Linked DNA regions of Ovis aries: region 2 is linked to region 1. Evidence: chromatin contacts called from public Hi-C data. All regions are on one chromosome and are shown on one strand. The core of a region is the stretch at or near the end of the contact, and the rest is flanking DNA. Distances in the headings are between cores, read along the strand shown. Region 1 holds the start of PKD2L1 (polycystin 2 like 1, transient receptor potential cation channel). Region 2 overlaps LOC106991766 (a long non-coding RNA gene).

Region 1 (5,113 bases), core at 1,246-3,745:
CAAGAATACTGGAGTGAGTTGTCATTTCCTTCTCCACAGGATCTTCCAGACCCAGGGATCAAACCCTTGTCCCCCGCTTTGGCAGGCGGATTCTTTACCACTGAGCAACCAGGGAATCCCTATAAGGGCTGAGAACACACTAAATGTTGGTGGCCATGTGAAATCTCTGAAGCCCTCAAACGTTGTTGGTGGAAGCATGAAACAGTACAACTACTTTGAAAACAGTTTGGCAGTTTCTTAAAGTGCTGAATACTCCCATCCAAAGATCCGGCAATTCCACTGCTGGAACTGTCCTCAAGTGAAATGAAAACATATGTCCACAAAAAGACTTGTACAAGAAAATTCATTATAACTTCATACATTATAGCCTCAAATGGGAAACATCCCCAAAGTTGCTCCAAGAGGAGAATGGATGAACAATGTATGGAAAGAATGAACTATAAACATGTGCAACAATATGGATGATTCTTTAAAAAAAATGTGCTCACCAAAAGCTAGGCACCAAAAGTAACATAGTGACTGATTTCCTTTTTATGAAATCTAGCAAGAGGAAAAACTAATGTGTACTGTGAGAAGGCAATAAAATATTCATTGAACCCCTACTCTACAGGAGGGATTGTTCTAGGAGTTGGGAACACTGATGATAAAGTGTCCCCATTCTTGCCTTCATGGAGTTTACATTCTGATGGGAGAGACAATTAACAGACATATTTAATAGCAAGTGCAGGGGAGGGGGAAAAAAAGAATAAGGGAATTTAGAGCAAATTGTTCTATGAAATGCAGAAACTTTGGAGATTCTGGGCATAATCTGTGCTCAAGAGGAGCCCAAACTCATGTCTTTTTTTTTTTTTTTAAATTACAGTTTGCTGGCCCTAATAGCCTACTGCTTCAATATTTGTGGCCTCTTTCTGGACTGGGTTCCCATTTAGCTATGACTTTTCTGGTTCCCCTTTGGGATACAAATGTGTACTCAGGACTTGCTGTCCTGGTTCCTGGGCTGGACACAAAGTAGACAATCACTACTGGGTGAGGTTCATTTCTAGGTTGCAGGTAGTTGCAAGGGACAGCCTACAGGCAGAACTCACCAGAACTGCTGAGTCTCTTCACCTGGCCTCTATCCTTTCTTGACCTCTACCAGCGGTGAGGAGGTTCTGTGCCCTTGCTCTTTCATTTTAGCCTTCAGGAGCTGGCAGCTGAACTCTCCCCCATAATTGTGCTCTTGCATTTACCTGACCTCTGACTTACAGGGATTCTTAAGAAAAGGGAGGAAAAAAAAAAAAAAGAAAAGGGAGGACAGTTCAGAGGACTTTCCCACCTCTTCCCACTGCTGAGAAGGCAAAGATTTTCCCCACCCACATGACAAGAAAGAGCATGACCCCACCCAGGCAAGCAGGTCGCTATCAGGAGAGAGAGAGATACTTCTGGGACATAGAGGTGCTTCTCAGCTTGGCATCAGCTCTTCCCCTTGTGTGAAGGCCTCTCTTCAGTGACCTGGCCTCTCCGAGCTTGGCTTTGGGTGTCCCACACTAAGCAGCCCAGTGGGAGGGCAGTAGGCTTCCATGGGAGGCCATGATCCTCCTGGAGGGGGAGTCCTTCAGGTGTTGGGGTGGGGAGAGTGGCCCAAGCCCAAAGCTTTCAGGAAGAAGCAGACTTGTGAGGCAAGTTTCCTTCTCCCTTTTTCACCTCCTATGACTGTGAGTCATTCTTGGCTACAGAACCAGCTGCCACATTGTCAGGACAGTCCCTCTGTGGACTCCACATGGCCAGGGGAAAGGTTTTGAAATGTAGGGGCTGTACGTTGCATGCTGGTGATTTTGTCGGTTTATGAGTGTCTCTCTGCTTTCTGGATCCAGGGCGAAGCCTCCAGCGTCCTTGTTCTGAAGACCCGGGAGCCCTGGGTGTTAGGATACTGGCTCCCTGTTGCTTTGTAGCTGGCCACATCACAGCATAGTAGGTTTCAGCTTTCTTTCCCTTTGTGTAGTAGGCAGTGGGGTGACACAGTGGATAACCCCGCTTGGGAAATAAGCCAACACTTGAGAATATGGAAAATAACAAGATTCCAGAACCGGTTCCTTGCGTCAGGAAGATCCCCTGAGGAGGAGATGGCATGCAGTGGCAACCCATTCCGGGATTCTTGCCTGGAGAATCCCATGCACAGAGGAGCCTGGTGGGCTGCAGTCCATGGGGCCACAAAGAGTCGCACGTGACAGCGCACGCACACATAGGCAGAGACAATACATTTCCTTGACCTAACGGCCTACCCGATGATGATAGTAATTAGGCTCATTTCCTCCCCAGTGCCTGACAGGTACCCAAGGCTTCTCTTCAGCCCCTCAGATCCTGAGATTAAAGTGTCTGCTTGCTCAAACAAGCACGTTGAGACAAGGTGTGATCCAGCCCGCCCCACGTCACTGTCCTTCCATACTGCCCATGACCTTGTGACATCAGGGCAAGAGGCCAGAGCTGTGCAGACTGTCATCACCCCCCTGACCTCAAGATTTTCCGTGGGACCTGGCAATGTGGAGAACGGCTGGAAGTCAGCACCCGCATCTGGCCTGGGGCTGTCCCTGGCCTGTTCTCTGTGCAGAGACAAGAGGTAGGACCCTCCTGGGCTACGGGCTCCTTCCTGTCTCATGGTCCAAGCTGAGTCACAGACAGCCAGGAGAGCTAGCATCAGTGAGCTCCCTTCCTCCTGCCCAGAGGAGTGGGGACCAGGCTGGTCTGCATTCTGGGCACCCACTGGCTTCTGGGGGAGATTGAGTAAAACAAGGGGTGGAGACCCTGCACTTCCATAAATATATCAGCTCTTTCATTCAATGAATATGGAGTGCCACATGGTTCCAGGCACAGTGGCAAGTGCTTAAGTCATAAGGAGATCCTGACCTTGGGCAACTCACCGTAGTAGTAGAGATCCTTATAACTCTGGATGACGGTGTTTAGCACAGGGTGCTATGGACTCCAGGGAGAGGCACATACCAGACCAGCTTGGGAGAATCAGGGGAGACTTCCTGGAGGAGGTGGCAGTGTTGAGTCTCAAGGTACCAAGGGATGGATGTGGAGAAGGGCAGTTGACAAGTTTAGAGGCCCAGAAGAGGAAGAGAGATTCAAAACTGACACTCTGCTGATTAGGACCTGAAATACGCTCCTTCAAGGACCCAGGCCAGAGAGATGGTGCAAGGTCTTGTGCTGTGTGACCCTAGTTGAGGAGAGGTTGGGGCGCTTTTCCAGCCAGCTCCCTGTTTGACTGTGTGTCTGTGTGTCTACACCATCCCCAGAGCTGTGATCTACCTCGCCGCAGCCCTCCTTCCCCAGATTTTCCCGTCAGGCCGAGAACAGCAGTGTGTAAGTGTGCATGCCTGTGTGTACGCACATACAGCCATATGCAGCTCGTGTCCCCAGTGGGGGGTTGTGGGGGAGATTTGGCGCCTCTACCAACTAATTCCTGCCTATCTCTGGGAACTGGGCCTATGTCTGCAGATCAGAGTGAATGCTACTGGGTGCAGTTAATGGGAAGAGTGTGGGACCAGGGGCTAACAGTCTGGGCATGCGAGACTTGGGGACAAAGGTCTTCTTAGGATGAGGTCCAGGCTGGTGATCTCACTGACACCCTGGGGAGGTGACACCCAGGGACAGATCATGGGACTGGGGCCAGGCTGGCAGTTTCTGTGGTGGCCTGACTTTTCACCAGGGCTCTTACCCCAGCCAGGGAAGGTATCCCCTACGTGAGCATTTCATCTGTGGTGGGCAGCAAGAAGGACAGGCCCAGGGCCTCCAATAACAAATACATGAGCTGGAAGGAAAGCCTTTCTTGCCCTGACTCTGTTCTGCGCTGAATGGAGAAGAGAGCGCCTGCCCCAGCCTTGCTTTTGTGGTCAGAGAGAGGTATACCCCGCTTGCTTCGTATAGTGGCTAAGGGGGAGTCTCACTGTCTTCCAGAATTCCAAATCAATTTTCCCTCTCTCCTACAGGTGGAAGGTTAGAGGACTTAACCATTCCATGCCCTCAGCCCCTCTCTTTTGTATCTCTCCCTCCCTCCTTGTTGTTCCCTGCAGGCCCCTACCTGAACCCAGCCCCCATGAGGCACCCTCTCCCCAGCTGATCCAGCCTCTAGCCTCCACAGGCGGTTGGCCTGCTCTCCCCTGCCCTTCCCTTTGCCCGATTGTAACCCCTTCCACAGCTGATGTCACCCCGCTTTGCACTGACACAGCAGTTGAGCTGGGTACAGCAGGGCTGCACGGGCCAGAGGGCAGCTGTCTGTGTCCCAAGTCAGGCTTCCCTCAGTGCTTCCCCCGCAGCCTCTCCCTCTGAGCCAGTGTATCCACCTGAGGACTGAGTGTTGACCGAGCCTTCACAGTGCCCAGCTGACTGTTAGTTCTGTTGTGCAGGGGTAGTGGTGGTGGGTGGGGAGCTGGTGGAGAACGCAGCCAGGCTCCAAAGCTGCCCCCGGGGAGCTCGCAGCTTTCCAAAGGGAACAGGACAAAGTACAACGGCCAGCTGGGCAGGGTGGCATCTAATGGCAGCGGGGCATAAGCGTTGCATATGAAGCGGGGGATGGGCTCAGGAGAGGCTCCTGACCGAAGCGCCCCTAGGATTGGTTAGAGGAGAGAATGGGCCGGAGACAAACTCATTTAGCAAGTTTTTGAGCATCTATTCCTGTGCACTGGCCTGGGTGCTTTGACAAGCTACTAATATTTGTTGATATATTTAGCCTATTTCACAAGGCTCAGAAAGGAGTACCAGTCTGGGGCTATTAGGGTGGGGGTGATGTGGTGGGGAAACATTAGCTCCCTTTGCTAGGGGTGGGTAGATACTTCATAGATTCGTCTAGCAAGGAGTTCATTCCAAGCATGGAACAAATGCGCTGAGTGGGGAGTGGAAAGGAGTCTTGCTAGTCCCATTGCCCCCATCAACCTGAACTAAGGTCCAGGCCCCTGGGCAGGTTACAGTCTGGAAGCCCACCCCACCACCATGACCTTCCACATCACCTGGAGGTGTCTTCTTTTTATTTCACTCCCCATCTCCACCTTTCTTCTCCATCTCTCTCTGCCCAAGAGAGAAAAAGGGAAATCCCACACTTGCCCTCAGCTTCCCCTTTGTCACCTAGGTGTAAATG
Region 2 (5,113 bases), core at 933-3,432, 56 kb before region 1:
ATCTGAGGTTATTGATTATCAGTAATTTTGATTCCAGCTTATCCTTCAACTGATATTCCATGACAGTGACATGACATGACATGTATGATATGTATGACATACTCTGCATATAAGTTAAATAAGCAGGTTGACAAATCATAGTCTTGACGTACTCCTTTCCCAATTTGGAACCAGTCCATTGTTCCATGTCCAGTTCTAACTGTTGCTTCTTGACCTGCATGCAGATTTCTCAGGGGCAGGCAAGGTGATCTGGTATTCCCATCACTTTAAGAACTTTCCAGTTTGTTGTGATATACACAGTCAAAGGCTTTAGCATAGTCAATGAAGCAGAAGTTTTTCTGGAATTCTCTTGCTTTTTCTATGATCCAACGGATGTTGGCAATTTTATCTCTGATTCCTCTGCCTTTTCTAAATCCAGCTTGTACATCTGGAAGTTCTTGGTTCGTCTCATGTAGTTTGAAGGAGACATAATCCACTGATTTTAGTGGAATCAGTGTGAAATGGCCGGGATCTGGATCAGTGACTTGGTCACGGTTGTAAAGAAGAATAAAGAAGTCTGAAAACTGTCAACTCTTGGACAGGAGCATACTAGTCAATTGGGTTTCTAATTAACTATGGGTTATGAGAAGACAGTTTTGTTTGAAATCTCTCTATATTGCCTTAGTCATTTTCTTGCTTTAGTAGGTAGTCTAATGAACATAATTAAACCTTGTCTTACTGACTCAGCATCATGCAATGCCTCAGGATCATTACTCTGAACATAAAATACACTTCTACACCATACTGTAGCAACAGAAGGTAGAGAAGTTTAAGATGGCTCCCAGACATTTCTGTACTTTTGAAAAAGATATCTCTATAATCTGTGCATTTCACTGTATGTGAATTTACCTTAATCAAGTAAATGCCTGTTACATATTATAAAATAATAGACTATTCACTCCAGAAGAGATTCTTGAGATTATGAAATTTAATGCCATTATTTAATAGATGAGAAAACTAAGACCCAGAAAACAAGGAAAATGAGTATAGGACGTCTATGATCAATGTCACCTGATTGCAAATCCAGAGGCCCTTTGACTCTGCCATGCTGCAGCTTTCAAATGATTTGGGATTACTGTCATTTTTCTCCCTTCCTCCATGAAAAGTGGAGTCCCTTCTCAAAATTGGCTGTTCGGGGGTTTTGGTCAAATGAATGTAAGCTCCAGTAAAATGAGCTCCCCTGGGGAGCCTGTTTTGTTCACTGATGTCTTTTCAACACCTAGAACAGTTCCTATCCTTTGGAAGGCCCTGAATTAATGTGTGTGAATGAAAGAATGAAACGAAATTGGAGTATTTATTTTCTACAAGATAACTTGATTTCAAGTTCATAGGTTACCTCTGCTGCTGCTAAGTCGCTTCAGTCACGTCCAACTCTGCGCGACCCCATAGATGGCAGCCCACCAGGCTCCCCCGTCCCTGGGATTCTCTAGGCAAGAACACTGGAGTGGGGTGCCATTTCCTTCTCCAATGCATGAAAGTAAAAAGTGAAAGTGAAGTTGCTCAGTCATGTCCGACTCCTAGCAACCCCATGGACTGCAGCCTTCCAGGCTCCTCTGTCCATGGGATTTTCCAGGCAAGAGTACTGGAGTGGGGTGCCATTGCCTTCTCCAAGGCTACCTCTATCTCTGGGTTAATCTACTCAGCATTCTTTAAGACTGATTGTATATAGATTACAGGTTAGAATCATTTGAGCCAAAACTTTGAGTTAATAATTAGAAAAATGAAAGGTATACAATAAATATTAAATAATTATGGTGAAGCATCATGAACTTTTGTTTCACTTTAACTGTGTATTTCAATTTCAAGCCCCACGTGTTTGAAGCAAGAAGCCCAGATGCTAAACTGTAAAAACACTCTTTAGGTGGTAAAATGGACCAGCAAAAGAGAAGATATCACAACTCAGCTTTGTAAAGCTGTCTGTTAAATATGAGTTCTACATAATAGTTAAATATCTCTTTGAACAAGGCAAACAAAGCCATCAAAGCTGAGGAGAACAGGAAATTCTTGAACACTGTACACTGTACTTATTTTCAGAATTGGCTTTTGACTCTCAAAATTTGTGAGTATGTTTAAATCATCCAGTAAGTGCTTCAGTATTAAGAAATACCTCAGAAACAAACTCAAAAATTAATGAATTGCAAAACCCCTCTATTTAAGGACCAGTTTAAAATTTAACCGTGTAAACATCTAAGGTTACGTGCGTACACAGGTGGATACTTGGAGTCATGATTTCAATAATACAAAATCAGAAGATGTTAACTTATCTATAAAACAAGATACAGATGTTATGTTATATTTCTAAAAATGCTTTTAGATTTCCAGAGGTGTTTGAATTTCTTTTTTCTTGAATCACCACTAAACCATAAGCTCCTCGACGTTGAGGATCATGTCTAATTTCCGTTTGTATTGGCAGTGCTTGGCTCAGTGGTGGAAAATAAAAGGAAAATAAAAATAAGTTGAATGAATGAATTTTAGGGACAGACTTAAGGACCTTCTTGGAAATTATAAAGATATGTGGAAACATTAATAGAAAAATGTTTATGGGGTCCAGGAACACTTAATTGGAGTAAAGAGATGGGTAAAGATTAAAGGAAACACAGACTTATCTTTTTGGACTCCAATCTCCGGTATTTGTGAGCCTGCCTATAAGCCCCTTAAGCCTCATTATCACATATGTCCACTGCGAGAGCTTTGTGAAAAATATATATGCAAAAACATCTTCACTGTTACTGAAGTACATTGACAGGACAGCTTTCTTATAACTTATTTCTAATTTTGCCTGATTTCTGAACTACTGTGCCTATTAGTAAAGAATCTCATACGTGCCACGGAGATATTGCTTTCTGAGTAGAAATTTGACTTTCTGTATTCTCTTCTCTTAGTTTTCTTTTCAAATCAACTTTAACCTGTCCAGAACAAGAAGTTATATGGTAGGAGAGATTGATTACAAGGTGGTGGAAATGGGCATAGAGAATGCAACAAAGAAGAGGCTCTTTCTGAACCTTAAACAAGGAATGTACAGCCTTTAGGAAGCAAAAGAACTGAGAACAGGCTACCTAGGCAAAGTTGGTGGAATGTGGTTCCTCCTTACTGAAGGGCTATTAGGATCCAGTGTTACGAGGAGGTTGGTCTGAGACCTTAGGTGTCAGGGCTGTTGTGAGGATCTGGTTTTCTGTACTTAAGGCTTGGAATGTCATTGTTCATGCCAGATTTTCCAAAAAGCTGGAAATTTTGGATCAGGAAATTTCAAGGTCAGGGCCAGAATCTATACCTTATCTTCCCATTTTTCTAGTTAGCAACTGGGCTGAATGTGTAAGCCTCCAGGAGTAAGCGGCACTTTAGGTTAATGTTTAATTTATTAACCCTTAAGGAAGGAAGTATCCGCTTGTATTCTTATCATTGATTTTAAGGTTTCTTAAGGTTGAAGCCGTTCACACAAATGTTTTTATTAGTTCTTCCCAACATCAATTTAACAAGGTAAGGGGCACAAATGATTATACACAACAAATCAAATTCTTGAACCACAAAAAAATGTTCAGTTCAGTTCAGTCGCTCATTCGTGTCTGACTCTTTGCGACCCCATGAATCGCAGCACGCCAGGCCTCCCTCTCCATCACCAACTCCCGGAGTTCACTCAGATTCACATCCATCAAGTCAGTGATGCCATCCAGCCATCTCATCCTCTGTTGTTCCCTTCTCCTCCTGCCCCCAATCCCTCCCAGCCTCAGAGTCTTTTCCAATGAGTCAGCTCTTCACATGAGGTGGCCAAAGTACTGGAGTTTCAGCTTTAGCATCATTCCTTCCAAAGAAATCCCAGGGCTGATCTCCTTCAGAATGGACTGGTTGGATCTCCTTGCAGTCCAAGGGACTCTCAAGAGTCTTCTCCAACATCACAGTTCAAAAGCATCAATTCTTCGGCGCTCAGCCTTCTTCACAGTCCAACTCTCACATCCATACATGACTACTGGAAAAAACCATAGCCTTGACTAGATGAACCTTAGTCGACAAAGTAATGTCTCTGCTTTTGAATATGCTATCTAGGTTGGTCATAACTTTTTTCTTCCAAAGAGTAAGCGTCTTTTAATTTCATGGCTGCAGTCACCATCTGCAGTGATTTTGGAGCCCCAAAAAATAAAGTCTGACACACTGTTTCCACTGTTTCCCCATCTATTTCCCATGAAGTGATGGGACTGGATGCCATGATCTTAGTTTTCTGAATGTTGAGCTTTAAGCCAACTTTTTCACTCTCCTCTTTCACTTTCACCAAGAGGCTTTTTAGTTCCTCTTCAGTTTCTGCCATAAGGGTGGTGTCATCTGCATATCTGAGGTTATTGATATTTCTCCTGGCAATCTTGATTCCGGCTTGTGTTTCCTCCAGCCCAGCGTTTCTCATGATGTACTCTGCATAGAAGTTAAATAAGCAGGGTGACAATATACAGCCTTGATGTACTCCTTTTACTATTTGGAACCAGTCTGTTGTTCCATGTCCAGTCCTAACTGTTGCTTCCTGACCTGCATACAGATTTCTCAAGAGGCCGGTCAGGTGGTCTGGTATTCCTAATCTCAATTTCTCAACGAAAGGAAGTTCAGTTGTTGTTCAACATTCTTTGCTCTCATCACTGGTTAGCTTCTTTGCAGAGGAGAAACTGAGAAGCTGAGTGAAACGTCCTAAAATTTCTCAGCAGAGCTTTATCTTCTTGCTGCTTGAGTGAGGACCTTAACAAAATCTATTTGTGAGAGGTGGTATTCTATCAGCTAAACCCTGGTAATAAGTCCTTTGACCTTTTTCCCCAGGTACTTAGGTGAGGATTAGGGCTGACCTCAGAGAAGGCAATGGCACCCCACTCCAGTACTCTTGCCTGGAAAATCCCATGGATGGAGGAGCCTGGAAGGTTGCAGTCCATGGGGTTGCTGAGGGTTGGACACGACTGAGCGACTTCACTTTTACTTTTCACTTTCATGCATTGGAGAAGGAAATGGCAACCCACTCCAGTGTTATTGCCTGGAGAATCCTAGGGATGGGGGAGCCTGGTGGGCTGCCGTCTATGGGGTCGCGCATAGTCGGACATGACTG

Evidence for each region. A called contact is a pair of places that touch in the nucleus more often than the background predicts.
Region 2: a contact with region 1 is called in a Hi-C map of liver, with 6 times the contacts expected there. The contact joins the enhancer-like site here to the promoter of PKD2L1 in region 1. A contact is called at or near these places in 13 of 16 Hi-C or Micro-C datasets (blood, hypothalamus, liver and 5 more).

What each region holds. Positions count from the first base shown.
Region 1 is chr22:21,016,407-21,021,519 of ARS-UI_Ramb_v3.0, reverse strand. It overlaps PKD2L1 (polycystin 2 like 1, transient receptor potential cation channel), which reads left to right and starts at 2,495. Exons shown (of 18, transcript XM_060405122.1): 1 at 2,495-2,596.
Region 2 is chr22:21,072,005-21,077,117 of ARS-UI_Ramb_v3.0, reverse strand. All of the region lies in intron 2 of LOC106991766 (a long non-coding RNA gene), which reads right to left. Among named protein-coding and RNA genes, the nearest start is that of WNT8B, 32 kb to the left of the region's middle. Within about 2 kb of position 2,182, at least 1 of the 54 cell types and tissues checked has an H3K27ac peak or open chromatin away from gene starts, as enhancers often do. A contact at or near this core is called in liver, where this site is marked.